3 separate regions of the Mus musculus genome follow, and regions 2 and 3 are each linked to region 1. The links are chromatin contacts, called in public Hi-C and HiChIP or PLAC-seq maps. All regions are on one chromosome and are shown on one strand. Each heading gives the region's core, a stretch centred on a gene start, on an enhancer-like site or on the middle of the called end of the contact. The rest is flanking DNA. Distances are from core to core; before and after follow the strand shown.

Region 1 (4,760 bases), core at 1,417-3,916:
GCTGGAATTTTAGAAAGCGCTAAATGATGTAGGGACTGGAGTAATATAAACTCACTGAAAGCCTAGTTAGTGGAATGTTTTCCAAACTAGTGGTTGACACAAGTTGGTTCAGTATTGAGATAATTGTGAGAAGGGCTATCTCAACTACCTTAATCTAGGAGGAAGAATATTCCAAAGTCAGAGACAGAACACAGCTGGAAAGACATATGCTAACTTCATTGATGAGACTTATATGGATATGTGACAGTACACCCAGCTGATTGCAGAGGTTGCTGGAGATCACAATAACATCTGAATTAAAATAATCCCATCTTAGAGTGCCTTTCTGCTTTCAAGTAGCTAAAACTCTCACTTAAAGCTAATAGATGATTAAAAAAAAGAAGAAGAAGAAAGAAAGAAAGAAAGAAAGAAAGAAAGAAAGAAAGAAAGAAAGAAAGAAAGAAAGAAAGAAAGAAAGAAGGAAGGAAGGAAGGAAGGAAGGAAGGAAGGAAGGAAGGAAGGAAAGAAAGAAAGAAAGAAAGAAAGAAAGAAAGAAAGAAAGAAAGAAAGAAAGAAAGAAAGAAAGAAAGAAAGGAAAAGAAAAAGAAATGACTGGTGCTCCAACTCATGCTTTAAACCTTTTCATCCAAACTTGGGACGTAATTTGTCTCTAGAGCAACATGAAAATGTACTGAATTTGGAAATGGTAAGTTTGCTTCAACAGGTTCAGATTCAGCTGTCTGTCTGGTCCCCATAGCCTAAGTATCACTACGAACTCCCTACTAAAGAGTAAAAGAACTTGTGGCTCTAGTTGTTTATGTAGCAGAGGATGGCCTAGTCGGTCATCAATGGGAGGAGAGGCCTAGGAAGGTTCTCTGCCCCAGTATAGGAGAATGCCAGGACCAGGAATGGGAGTGGGTGGGTTGGCGAGCAGGGGAAGGGGGGAGAGAATGGGAGATTTTTGGAGGGGAAACTAGGAAAGGGGATAGGTTATAAAGGAAAACTCAGTTTAATGAATTGTATTCTCTTTGAATATTTGTGTTTGTGTGTTTCTGAGATGGGGAGGAGGGGAGGGGGAAGCAAAGAGAGAGACAGAGACAGAGGCAGAGACAGAGACAGAGGCAGAGAGGTGAAGAAGCAGACACACACATTTCACAGTGTGCATATGAAGTCATAGGGCAGCCTCAAGTGTCAGCTCTTGCCTGCCACTTGGTTTGAGACTGGGTTCCTCATTACTTGCTACTCCATACACCAGACTACCTGTCACGCAAGTTGCTGGAGAGTCTGTTATTCTGCATCTCGTCTGTCACAGGAGCTCAGATATTACAGACACATACTAGTATGTCTGGTTTGATTTGGAAAATCTGACCTCAGGACTTCAATTTCTCTTTACCCTCAAAGCTATTTCTTCAGCCCTAATTTTGTTTTCTAAGTTAGGTGATTTTTTTAAAAATAAGATTTTAGAAGGTAATCTCAAAATTCAGTTGATACACACACACACACACACACACACACACACACACACACACACACACACAGTATGGAATAAAAATATATGAGAAAATACCTTTCATACATTTCATTCAAGGGAACAAAGAAATTTGATGGAGCATCAACATTCTCTATCCAGAGACTGCTGGGAGTTTCAGGGATTATTGACAGGTCACAACCATGAAAACATGCAGAGACATCTCAGAAGAATCAGAAATTATTTCTTTGAGTTTGTGTTTGGTGAAGTGGAGATGAATGCAAGGAAGCCCAACACTGTTCCACATTGGAGTCATGTCAAGGATGGGTAGTTTTATGACTGGACACCTCAATGAATATCATGTACAAAAACCTAATTGTTTATGCAACCGGGCTAAGGACATAGCTGTCCATTTTGTATTTGGACATTGTTTATACTTAGACTGTGTTCAGACTCACTCCTAGTTGTCCTATAAAAAGTACTTTTGCCTAATTTTTGTGCTTTGTAAAATGTTTATATACACAGGAGAATTCGACAAAGACTAAAAACCAGAATAGACCCTGGTTGTTAAGGACAGCTTTTCTTTTCCTCAAGAGAAATAAAGATTTCAACTTGACTTTTATAGATATGAGGTGTCACTTAAAGCTCTTTCTTGTATTTTCCTATAATATCAAAGACATGTAATTCCCCCCGAGCCTCATAGAAAGAGAAATTATATTGATTGCCTGCTGCCAGTGAAAACTTCTGCCTCACCCCTGTGTATCAGCTGTAGCCTTACCCTGAAAAGGCTTTTATTGGCTTTTAAAGATGCTTATATCTCCCATTGGACTAGTGGCACTGTTTTCTAATTTAAAATATTTTAATTAAATAAAATCCTTCGTGAGAAAAAAAAAAAAGAGCAAATGCAATCAGCCTGTCAGCTCAGTTGTCCTCTTACTGAACTGACATGACAAGACAGTACATTTGGGTTTCTCACCAGCTCTGCTCTCTCTTCCCCCTCCTTCCTTTAATGGTCTGTCAAAAGGAAACCTCAGCCAGTGTTGGCACTAATGCCTGTTGTAAATAAAGGGAAATGGGAGGAAAGGGGTGGGGGGGAGAGGAGAGGGTGTGTTAGAATCTAGATTTGCAGTTCAATTGCAAAGCTTCTCTCTGAGTGTCTAGACACCAGCTGCCTGGTTGCCATGGGAACCCACTAACTTTGGCTGATGGATTGAGTAGCAGTGATTCTCTGGAGATCTGGGTGGGAGCTTGGTGGTGGGGAGAGGCAGACAAGGGTTGGGATAGATGGAATAGATACAGGGTGTTACAATAACATGGGACACAATAAGGGAAAACAAAAGTATTTTGTGAAAGGGTAACATTAAGCCCGTTCCAGTTTCTCTCAAACACCTTACTCATGGTGACAAGCTATAAATCTGCTGTTCCCAACAGGTGTCAGGACACAGGTTGCTAAAGACAAATAGCTGAGCTGGAGTGATTATATTCCTGTCAACCTCCTGCCAGTGCCGAAGTACTTTAGTGAGCCAATGCTTACCACAGTCAACAGACTCAATGGAGAAGCATCAACCCAAGTCTTGGGGGTAGGAAATCCCCAAGAATGGCTGCCACATTTCAAGTACTCAGCAGTGACAGTTAATCACAGCTCTACACACACACACACACACACACACACACACACACACACACACACACTTGTATTCTTCCCACTTACCCAAATTATATGTCAGGGTTAGGCAGCAGTTTGACTAAGAGAAGGTGGTGACTATGCCAAGAATTGACTAAGGAATGATAGGTTTCCAGTTTAGGACAAAACTATTAACCACACAACGGTATTTTGTTCTCTTATTCACACGAAGTCTACTGTCATGGGAAAGTCTCGGTCCACAGACTCGGGAGCTTTCCAGTCCCTTGCTGGCGCCCTGGTCCCTGCTGTCACAGCTTCCTATTGGATTGGGATTTTCAGGTTGCACTGAAGCTCTCACCCCTTGCCTCTCCCATCACCCTCTCCGTCCCAATTCACACCCTGGCTACATCTCTTCACTCTCTAAATGCAGCCACCCATAAATGCGACCCACAGTCCTTGCTCATCAGAGTTTACCCCTAACTCATACAGACGAGGTTCATTGTTGGCCTCAGTGTTCTGTCTTTTCACAGGCACCTTTCCTAACTACAGTCCACATCTAAAGGAACACTCACTGAGTTCACTGCTGTTTTCTAGGTCACAGGTGGTTTTTTTTTTTGTTTTTTTTGTTTTTTTTTTTGGTTTTTCGAGACAGAGTTTATCTGTATAGCCCTGGCTGTCCTGGAACTCACTTTGTAGACCAGGCTGGCCTCGAACTCAGAAATCCGCCTGCCTCTGCCTCCCGAGTGCTGGGATTAAAGGCGTGCACCACCACACCCGGCTCACAGGTGTTTTTTAATCAGGCATCGCTAATAGATAACATTAAACTTAATCTATAGATGATGACCAACACTTATGTGTTGAATCTAAAATGTCTCTCATAGGAGTCCATCTGGAATAGTTGTTTCCCGGATGGTAATAGTATTTTAGGAAACTGCAGAATCTTCAGGAGGCGGGGCCTTGTTGGAAAATAGGAGGTCACTGTAGACAAGATTTTGACAATTATAGGAGGGCTGGCCTGTGGTACCTGGTCTGCTCCCTCTCTTTACTGGTCCACAGGATATGAATAGTCTAGGCCATGTGCGCCCGTTGTCAAGAACGGAACTGTCTTGCCATAACTTCTGAGCCATTATAAAACTACCTGAATTGTGAACTCAAATCATTCTTACAGTAACAGACATCACTCAAAGCTGAGTGTCCTGAATGCATATGTGTGCATGTGTGTGCACACATGTGTGCATGCATACAAACTGCTATATGTATGACAGTATGCTTTTTTAGTTTAATCTTTATCTATGTATAAGCATCATATGTATATATACATATGTTTATATATATTGTGTAGGCTTTCATACAATGGGCCCTTTCACTAAATATTTAAATTACATTGGGATGTAGTCAGCATGTAAGAACATTCAATATACTAAAACAGAACCACTGTTGGGTAAATGCTGAGCTAATCATAATTTATGGCATAGAAAATTTGAATCCACAGAAGCTTCATAGACACAAAAGCTTCCACAGCTTTGATTTGCTGATTCACCATGAGAGAAAGAGAGCTCACTCCGATGCAAATGTGAGTTTTACACATCTATTTTCAGTCAGTGAAGAATCCCCAATGGCTGAAATAAAACCATGCCTTACTTATTTTTCTTGCTGCTGTGGCCACACATCTGACAAGAAGCAAGTTAG
Region 2 (4,760 bases), core at 1,173-3,672, 450 kb after region 1:
AGGTGCTGATTTCGAGATGTTGTTTAAAGGATGCTGTGATCCAGGCATGGTAATTCACAGCTGTAATCCCAGCACTGGGGAGCCTGCAGTGAGCTTGATGCCTACCTGAGCTATGCTGAGATACCCTGTCTCCTAAACATGACAGGTAAATAAAACAAATTAATTAGATACATTCAATGAAAAAAAGCTCCTTAAATGTATTTCAAGTCAGCTTTCCAATCCTTTTTAAAATCCATGTGTGTTAAACACATGTGTGTCCAGCTGTGCACACATGTAGGAGAAACAAAAGGCATCCTACCGTATCACTCACTGTCTTATTCCATTGAGGGACAGGATCTTCCATCAGCCAGCAAGCCACAGTGATCCTCCTGTCTCTGCCCCTCACCCCCAGTGATGGCATCACAGGTGTGTGGGGCCACATGTAGATTTCTACATGGGTGTTGGGGATTAGCCCAGGTCCTCATGTTTATGCAACAAATGCTTTTTCCCCAGGGAGCCATCTCTCCAGCCCTCTCCATTCATTCAAAATAATTCAATTAAGGAAAAGATGAAAAAAAGAAGGAACAACAGCCCTGAATCAAATCTATGAAAAATTAGCAACCAGTTAACAAGGAAGGAGCTATGAAATATTAAGATGGGAAATGAAGGGTTTCAGATATTTTCAAACATTTAAAGTACCACATCATAACATGGGAGCCCACCCTGGTAAGCTGGTTGCAAAAAGATTCTTATTTAAGGGAGGAATCTTTCTTCGATACCAAACTAACGAGAGGTAGATTGTGCATTAGCATATAGCTAGCATTTTGGAACAGTTTCCAGCTGTGCAGGAAACACTGAGAAGCAGGAAAATGGAGCCCACTCTCTGCAGTCATCAATCCGTGTACAACACTTATGGATTCCAGGAAATAAAAAATCGCTCATTCCACAAATATTTACCAAACCTCATCTGGTCCCTTACACAGACCTAAGAAGCATCTTCAATAGAATTCCAAGCTTGTCATTGCTCAGGGACCATCCTCTCCAGCATCTAGGTGATGCTCCCATTAATGCCAGCCTTCCCCACTAGCATCCATATTTCCCCCATTGTAACTAGGTAACTAGGTAACTAGGTATTACCTCTAGTGGCAGGAAGAGAGAACCCCATCAAAAGGTACATAGAAGTCAAGGTCAACACACACCTAATTTGCTTTTCCTTTATGTAATATGGTCTCACTAGGTTTCTGTAAAATGGAGCCAGGCTGCTAAACCCAGTGAGATGTACAAAGAAAAGGACATTATTGTCATGCTCAAGGAGGGCTTTACTTAAAAAAAAAAAAAAAAAAAAAAAAAGGAGCGGGGGAGAAAATATCTTAGTCTGAGAGCACAAGGGAGGGGCCATAAACATGATAGTTGAGGACAGACTACCAGAGAAGCCCCTTGAAGCATTCGGCCCATGGCTTACAGAGCATTCGGTCCCTGTTTAGCACAAGGACAGTCTAGAGATGCTCTGTCTATCTGCTGATCAGAGACAAGGCTGCACAGAGGAGTGCCACTTAAATCCCATTCCAGCTGCTCCCCATGTCAGAAGTCCACACCGGAAAACTGGAATAGGCTCTGATGTGAGAGAGCTGCCCCATGGTTCAGAGTAGCAAGAACTCGGACCTGCTGACCGCTTGCAGCTCTGAGCACAACAGAATGTAGTAAAAGCCTTGCAGAGATGCAAAATTAGATGAGTGGTCTCCGGGGAAATGAATGAATAAACACTAATGTCTGCTGTCTGACTGTCTACTCATTTGCTTGTGATATTTATATTGAAGGCCTTCAGCGTGCTGATCGCATTTTAAAAGCCAAGTATGTGTATGCTGGTTTACAAGTATACAATCTAGAGAATGAAGCCTAGTTGATCTAAAGAGGTCTGTCCCCATGCCTCCCATCTTCACAGGGAAGAGGCAGAGGGGACAGAGGCAGCCTGCAACTCAATGAAGTTTGCCTATTCAGGCTTTGACCTTTGCTCTTCTTGTCTTGCCAGTGACACTGAAGATTCTTAATCTAGTCACTTGAGATGACCTGTGTTACTAGAAACCATTACGGTCAAAATGAAAACGCATTAAAAGGCAGGTAATATGCTTGCTACTGTGATACATGGGACTTTATTCTTCCTGCAGAGTGCAGAGCAACGCGAGTCTGCCCCATCAGCACAGAAACAGGACAATCTTTCATATGGATGAAATAGCCTTGAAAGCTTCGTCACTGCAGAGCAGAGAGAAGCTACTAAAATGGTTCTTCTTAGCCTCTTTCTGCTGATAAAAAAAAATGGAGAGAGAGAGAGAGTGAGAGAGTGAGAGAGAGAGAGAGAGAGAGAGAGACTGCACCACCTCCCAAGGGCTTCAATGCAGTTGCTATGGCAACACTATATCTGAGTCAGAACTATTAACAATCACCATGGCAACAAGTGTCTCACTTGCCATTTCCAGAAACTGGATGCGTTTGGACTGAAATCATCACACCATGAAGAAAGGGGTGGGGCCTCTCTCTCACTAGGAAACAGAAATACTTTCTCCAAATACCTTACGCAAAAAAAAAAAAATGTTTTAAGTAAAATGAAGTTAAATAGGAAGGGAATCATGTTGTTATGAGCCACACAACACTGTCTCTGTAATCTTATTGTTTGTTGGAATTAGTGCCAAAAATGTTAATAATCAGGATGTTAAATTTATTTTACCCATAAGTCCCAGTAAAATCTTTCATATATATGAGTGAACTTCCTTCCTGTTTTGTCAACGTGAACAAGAACACATTTTATATGTCTTGCCTGGCTCTCTTCTGTATCTGCGTAATCTCCCTAGCCTTACCCCGTCAGACACCCTCGTGAATATTTAGCACAGTAGAATTCTTTAGAGATTTGTGGATCACACTTGTCAAGCAGAAGAAATGATCGTGCTTATTCCTGTAGAGGCACCGAAATGGAGGGTGTGGTGCTGTTCGAGAAGAGGTCATGTTTCAACTTGGGGCTCTTCCTACTGCACAGTTTCAGATACAGAATGCTAAAATAGTTGGTGATACTGGACTTCACCTCAGGTGTGACCTCAGTGAGTGACTGCACACTGGCAGAAAAATCAACACTAGCTTGCTCTTTCTTGAGACCTGTTGGTTGAGTTCTCTTTGCTTTTTCATGACCCTTCCTTCCCTAATTGTCCCAGGATGCATTTCACTGCCAATGTTCCTGCCTCCAATCTATGTCATGTCATATTCTTGAGGTTTCTATCCCAGGGCCAAAAGAGGTTACCTGGTAGCCTTGAAGATAATTTCTCCTGTACTTTACCAATAGAAAGGTACAAGAGTGATGTGAAACAGATTTTCCTAAAACAAAAGCCAAATGAGATCAATGCTCAGATTAATATCTTTTTTTTCTTTTCTTTTCTCAGAACCTTGCTTAGTTAGAACAAGAATTCTCTTACAGAGACAAAGTTTGGAGCTGAGACAAAAGGATGGTCCATCTAGAGACTGCCATATCCAGGGATCCATCCCATAATTAGCCTCCAAACGATGACACCATTGCATACACTAGCAAGCCTTTGTTGCAAGGACGGTGATATAGCTGTCCCTTGTGAGACTACCCTGGGGCCTAGCAAACACAGAAGTGGATGCTCACAGTCAACTATTGGATGGATCACAGGGCCCCCAATGGAGGAGCTAGAGAAAGTATCCAAGGAGCTAAAGAGATCTGCAACCCTGTCGGAGGAACAACATTATGAACTAACCAGTACCCCAGAGCTCTTGACTCTAGCTGCATATGTATCAAAAGATGACCTAGTCGGCCATCACTGGAAAGAGAGGCCCATTGGTCAGGCAAACGTTATATGCCCCAGTACAGGGGAATGCCAGGGTCAAAAAATGGGAATGGGTGGGTAGGGGAGTGGGGGGGGGGGACTTTTGGAATAGCATTGGAAATGTAATTGAAGAAAATACGTAATAAAAAAAAAAGAAAAAAAATTTTACCCCCTCAATAGAATTACCTATCTGTGTTTGAAATACTTGCTTCAGAGCTCACACCTGGGAGACCAACAAACTCAGAAACTCAGAAAACAAACTGAGTTTCCTCAGTTTACCTGTCACATGAGAACAGAGGTGACAGGACCTTTTTCACAACCAATCCTAGGCTGCTGGATTATTGCAAGGCAGGATTTCTATAGAATAGTAATGGATGGAGAAGAGAGAGAGAGACAAAGTAGGTGCTCCTGAGGTCAATGTGAAAGAAAGCCCCGGGGAAAGGCTTTCAAACCTATTGTTGAGCAGTAACCTCAAGGGCAGGAGGGTGGAGGCTAAGAGTCAAGACTTCCCAGCTCACAAAGACAGTTGTTCTGGGGGAAAAAAAAAAGTTGCATCTTACAAGGAACCCACAGGGGTCAAAGGCTCCAACAGTGCTGCCTGGTCTTAGATACATAAGAACATAGCTACTAAATTTTCTCTACACACAACCACATTGGAAATACTCGATGTATACACAAAATAGCGTGGACTACTTATTTGTTAACTTTTAAAATGTATTTTACTTATTTCTATTTTATTATTCATTTATTTATGGGGTGTGGTGTGTGTGTGTGTGTGTCTGTGTGTCTGTGTGTGTGTGCATGTGGGTATCTGCAACAGTCAGTAAAAGGTGTCAGATGCCTTGGAGCTAGAGTTTCAGGTGGTTGTGAACCACCCAACATGGTTCTAGGAACTTAACTTGTGTCCTCCACAATGGCAATAAACACTCCAAAGCTGAAGCATCTCTCCAG
Region 3 (4,760 bases), core at 570-3,069, 350 kb after region 1:
TCTGTCTCTTGCTCCTTCTGTCCCCATAGTCATGATACTCTATAAGCCTTGGAGGAAGTGCTATGCATTTCCCATTAAGGCTACACACTCAAGGTTCCTTATTCTCAACACTTTGAGCAGTGACGAGACTCTGCATTAACTACTACCCACTACAAGAGGAGGCTTCTCTGTACAAAGTTGACAGAACTAATAATCTATAGGCATAAATATAATTATTTAGAGCATAGTCTCATGGGTACATTTTATATATTTAGTTAAACAATAGCAGCAGCTTCATCACTAGGTCTCAGCCTTTAAATATCAGTTCTGAGCCCATATCTGCTGCTAGAGCAAGACAGGAAGAAAAATGTTGATACCTCTCCTTAGCCTTTAAGAATAGAAGAACTGGGTAGCATGTTAGAATCACTCAGTAAGTTTTCCAAATCTCAAGTTAGACATTTTAAGGAACCTTGTGTCTTCAAAGGCTCAGGTTCTGACTCTTGCTCTATTCCAGCCAATGGAAAAGCAGGCCATCTCAAGAGAAACAGGTAAGCAATAATTTTAGGATCACAAAATCCAAATATTTCACACAAATGCATCTTCTCTAGCTCTTTTATGCACTCCAAAGTTATTAGGATTTGAAGATACCCTAGGACACAATGTCTCATCTAAGATTAATTGTCTTAATTTTTGAAGTGATTTGTTCTTGGGGAGTTTGTAGGTAAAATGAATTGTCAAGATCATTTTGAAGATATGAAAATTTAAATGCAGAGAAAAGTAGGGCTGAGAGGATGCTGGCTGGTCCAATATCTCAGGCATCAGGAGAGCCATTCACAACTCCATTTGGTATGAAAATTTTCCCTTTAATAACTCCACTTTAAATAGCCAGTATTTATCAAGTTCCTGATGTGAGCCAAGGATTTTGCTATGTGCTTTACTACTTTAGCTCATTTAATCTTTATAATTCTATGAAGCAGATACTTTTGCCATCTGTCTCCTAGGAACGCATAAACTGCTACTTAAAGATATATTGTTTCATGCTCGACAATAAAACAAGAAGCAAGTCAACCCCAGAACCAAGACCTTTGACTCCTCCACTTGTAAAAAAAAAAAGAGGTATCAAAAAACGTGGTCTCCCTGAGTTAAAACTAAGTGCTCCATGGTTCAGTCTGCTGATGACCTGTGATAAGGATGCCTGTTCCAGAGACAGGTAGGATTCAGGAAACTTAATCATAGACAGCAGCCAATCCACTTTCTGTGGGATCACTGTCTCTATCCTGTCAATGGACACACATGCACAGGTGTGTGTGTGTGTGTGTGTGTGCATGTGTATGTGGGCACACATACACACCACACCAATTCACATACGTGTACACAAGCACACACACACATGCATGCATGCACATACACAAGTGCACACATACATACATATACATGCACAAGCATACACACACACACACACACACACACACACACACACACACACCGGATCCCTGCCAAATACCTAGTTCCCATTTTCACACTAAGATTTAAAATGTTTTGGTTATCTCCTTCTTTATTGCTTTAATATTTCATTAAGCCCCCTTGTTTATCATCAGAAACACTAGAATGCCAAAGAAGGCTAATGCATTAATTCAAAGAAATGAGTCACTATTAGTAAAGGTTTCCAGGCCAAAGATCCAAAGATTATTAGGAAAATCATCACTCCTGATTACATTCCTTCCCCCATTCTAAGGTTGACTGTGTTCAGGGAATATACTCTGAATAAGGCTAGATAATGGGAATGAGGCCCAGCTTTCTGACACAGGGTTGGCAGAAAGGAGGTGAGAAAACGGGGCCCACGAGCCAGCTGGAACTTATGGCAGCACTCCTTCCATGCTTTAGAGCTTCAGGGGAGCCAGCAAAACCATATGGGAGAGAAAACCCAGCAGAAGAGATAACACACGAGAATCCTCCCTATGTGGGGTGTATCCCAGGAGTTAGGAGGTGAAGGTGGTTCCCAAGAGTCTGTCTTTCAATATGGGGGAGTAGGACTCCCTGCACCCCACCAGCTATAGAAACAATATCACACTTCCCTTCACCCCAGCCTGACCTCTCTTGGTTGAAGGACTCCTCAGTCAGTAGTGGGCTGGCTAGTCAAGAACCATGCTTCTGTTCCTCCCAATTAATTGTAAGCTTCATGAGGACATCATAAACCTTGCCTTTCTATCTTTTACAAAAGAGGTCTTCTATAGAGAAGCCACCAACTGTGCAATGTATTAAACGAAAAAAAAGTAAATGAAGCCACACATATGCTAGAGAGACTCAATTTGTGTTCTAATCAAAATGGATCAATATGTAGCCCCAGTCCTTCTTAATGTTATTTACAATTCATTGGACCATCTAACAAATAGGTATTGAGCATTTACCATACACCAGAAATGCTATGGGTAGGCAGGAATAGAAGTCTAGGAACGAAGTCTTGCTTACTTGGAGTTGATTTCATAGTGAGGGGAGGCAAGAGGTAAGTATGTAATACTGATAGGTTACAACTCCTAATTCAAGTAATTAGTATGTACAAAATAACACAGGACAATTAAGATGACTAAGTTATAGCAGACAATGGAAACCTATATAGAAAGAGCAGGGAAGATCTCTTAACAGGTGGAAGGGTAAACAACTCTGAACATGACAGACATGAGCTCTGACCAGAGAGAGATCAGTAATGACTAGAAAATATTACTGAATTCATCAACTTCTTCAGATTTATAGTAATACATGCACTTGCTAAAGTATTTCTGTTGTAAAGTAGAATGTTATTTTAAAAAAAAGCAATATTGTAAGATGGAGAGACATCCCAGTGGAGAAAAGTGCTTGCTCCCCAAGTCTGAGGACTAGAATTCCAATGCTAGCACCCACAAAAAAGCCAGGCAGGCATGGCATCCTGCTCTAAACTGTATATCAGCATTCAGGAAGTGGAAACAGGGCATCCGAGGCTTATGCCAAACATCATGACTAGCCAGACCAAAGTTCCTGATTCAGTGAGTCTCTGCCTCCATATAACAAGTCCACAGTGGTTGAGGACAACCAGTGTCAACCTCTGGCTTACATACACTCACACATCCTCAACACACACACACAAACACAACACACACACATAACACACACACACGTGCCAAAACAGTCAAAACCAGAAATATCCATTCACAAATTCTACTGCTCAGACCAATACAGTCACTCCTTGCTCATGTTTTGGTCTGAATGTTTCTGTGCATGTGTGCACATGTGTGCATTGCCATTGCTTTATATTATCGTGCCCTTCTGAACTCTTTGAGAGACCCCCTTGTTAGCTATAAAGGGTAGAATGACAGCCTACAGTTTTTAAGGTTTGCCTCAGCTCTTGAGTCTAAAACGAACCAATCAATATTTAAGGGCCTACCCAGTTTTCCCAACTAAAATTTCTCTACAAAGGTACACTCAGGTTACACCTGTTTTTCTGTCTGTCTGTCTGTCTTTTCTTCTTTCTTCCTCCCTCCCTCCCTTTCTTTTCTTTTCTTTTCTTTCTTTCTTTCTTTCTTTCTTTCTTTCTTTCTTTCTTTCTTTCTTTCTTTCTTTCTTTCTTTCTTTCGTTCTTTCTTTCTTTCTTTCTTTCTTTCTTTCTTTCTTTCTTTCTTTCGTATATTCAGGCACCAGCTTTTTTCACCACCTTCCTATACTCGTACTGGTTGTATCTAACTTTATACCAACGTGAGAGGACCCTCCAGTGGTCTGTCTGCATGCCATGCTTTATGCCATGATGATAATGGACTAAACCTCTGAAACTGTAAGCAAGCTCCTAATTCAATGCTTTCTCTGAGAAGAGTTGCTGTGGCCACTGTTTCTCATCTCAGCAATAGAAAAGTCTCTCTCTCTCTCTCTCTCTCTCTCTCTCTCTCTCTGTGTGTGTGTGTGTGTGTGTGTGTGTGTGTGTGTGTGTGTGTGTGTGAGTGAGAGAGAGAGAGAGAGAGAGAGAGAGAGAGAGGAGAGAGAGACAGAGAGAGAGAGAACTAGTATGGAAGTTAGAAAGACCATGGGAATCTGTTTGTTCTCTCCTTTTACCATGTGACAACTTAGGTTGTCAACCTTAACAGCAAAACCCTTTAGTCACTGAGCCATTTCACTGGCCCACCATCATTTTATGATGTCTTTATCATTTTAAGGTATTTCATACCATCCCCCACTAACTCTAAATTTCCGTAATAAATTAAAACAATATATGTCTATGTGATTCTAGTTCTGAACCCTATAATCTACTTAACTCATCTTTTTGTTATTTTTATTGATAAAGAACTTTTATTTATTTCTGTAACTTCATTTTGTTTTGTTTTGTTTTGTTTTGTTTTGTTTTGTTTTGTTTTGAGACAGTGTTTCTCTGTGTAGTCCTAGCTGTCCTGGAACTTGCTCTGTAGACTAGGCTGGCCTCAAACTCAGAGTCTACTTCTGCCTTCTGAGTGCAGGAATTAAAGGCATGTGCCACCACTACATCATCATTTTGGTATCAGCCAAGCACCCTGATTTTTAACTCTTTCATTTTTTGATTTTTATTCAACTTTTTTCATACAATATATTTTGATCATGTTTTCTCTTTACCCCCATACCGCCCAGATCTTTCTCATCCCCTTACCTACCCAACTTAATGTTCTTTATCTCTTTTTATCATATGTTTAAAAATAATCTGTAAAAGTATCTTTTATTCACCAAATGTAATTGTCATCTTGGAGGCTTATTATTGAATAAACTCACACTTTCTACTTCTTTTTAAA

The links. A called contact is a pair of places that touch in the nucleus more often than the background predicts. HiChIP or PLAC-seq counts read pairs in DNA pulled down with a chosen protein or histone mark.
Region 2: a contact with region 1 is called in an H3K4me3 HiChIP or PLAC-seq map of embryonic basal ganglia, with 4 times the contacts expected there. The contact joins two enhancer-like sites. A contact is called at or near these places in 1 of 484 Hi-C or Micro-C datasets (cerebral cortex), 5 of 115 datasets of contacts at active chromatin or transcription factors (embryonic basal ganglia, embryonic stem cells, forebrain and 1 more) and 1 of 9 other capture datasets (embryonic stem cells).
Region 3: a contact with region 1 is called in a Hi-C map of ventral hippocampal neurons, with 1.6 times the contacts expected there. The contact joins two enhancer-like sites. A contact is called at or near these places in 1 of 39 promoter capture datasets (hippocampal neurons), 5 of 484 Hi-C or Micro-C datasets (cerebral cortex, cortical neurons, differentiating embryonic stem cells and 1 more), 1 of 115 datasets of contacts at active chromatin or transcription factors (embryonic stem cells) and 2 of 9 other capture datasets (adipose tissue and embryonic stem cells).

The regions. Positions count from the first base shown.
Region 1 is chr16:42,266,830-42,271,589 of GRCm38.p6, forward strand. The region is part of intron 2 of Gap43 (growth associated protein 43); the gene reads right to left. Among named protein-coding and RNA genes, the nearest start is that of Mir6540, 34 kb to the right of the region's middle. Within about 2 kb of position 2,667, at least 62 of the 459 cell types and tissues checked have an H3K27ac peak or open chromatin away from gene starts, as enhancers often do. A contact at or near this core is called in embryonic basal ganglia and ventral hippocampal neurons, where this site is marked.
Region 2 is chr16:42,715,804-42,720,563 of GRCm38.p6, forward strand. No RefSeq gene overlaps it. Among named protein-coding and RNA genes, the nearest start is that of Gm29960, 66 kb to the left of the region's middle. Within about 2 kb of position 2,423, at least 65 of the 459 cell types and tissues checked have an H3K27ac peak or open chromatin away from gene starts, as enhancers often do. A contact at or near this core is called in embryonic basal ganglia, where this site is marked.
Region 3 is chr16:42,614,297-42,619,056 of GRCm38.p6, forward strand. No RefSeq gene overlaps it. Among named protein-coding and RNA genes, the nearest start is that of Gm29960, 36 kb to the right of the region's middle. Within about 2 kb of position 1,820, at least 10 of the 459 cell types and tissues checked have an H3K27ac peak or open chromatin away from gene starts, as enhancers often do. A contact at or near this core is called in ventral hippocampal neurons, where this site is marked.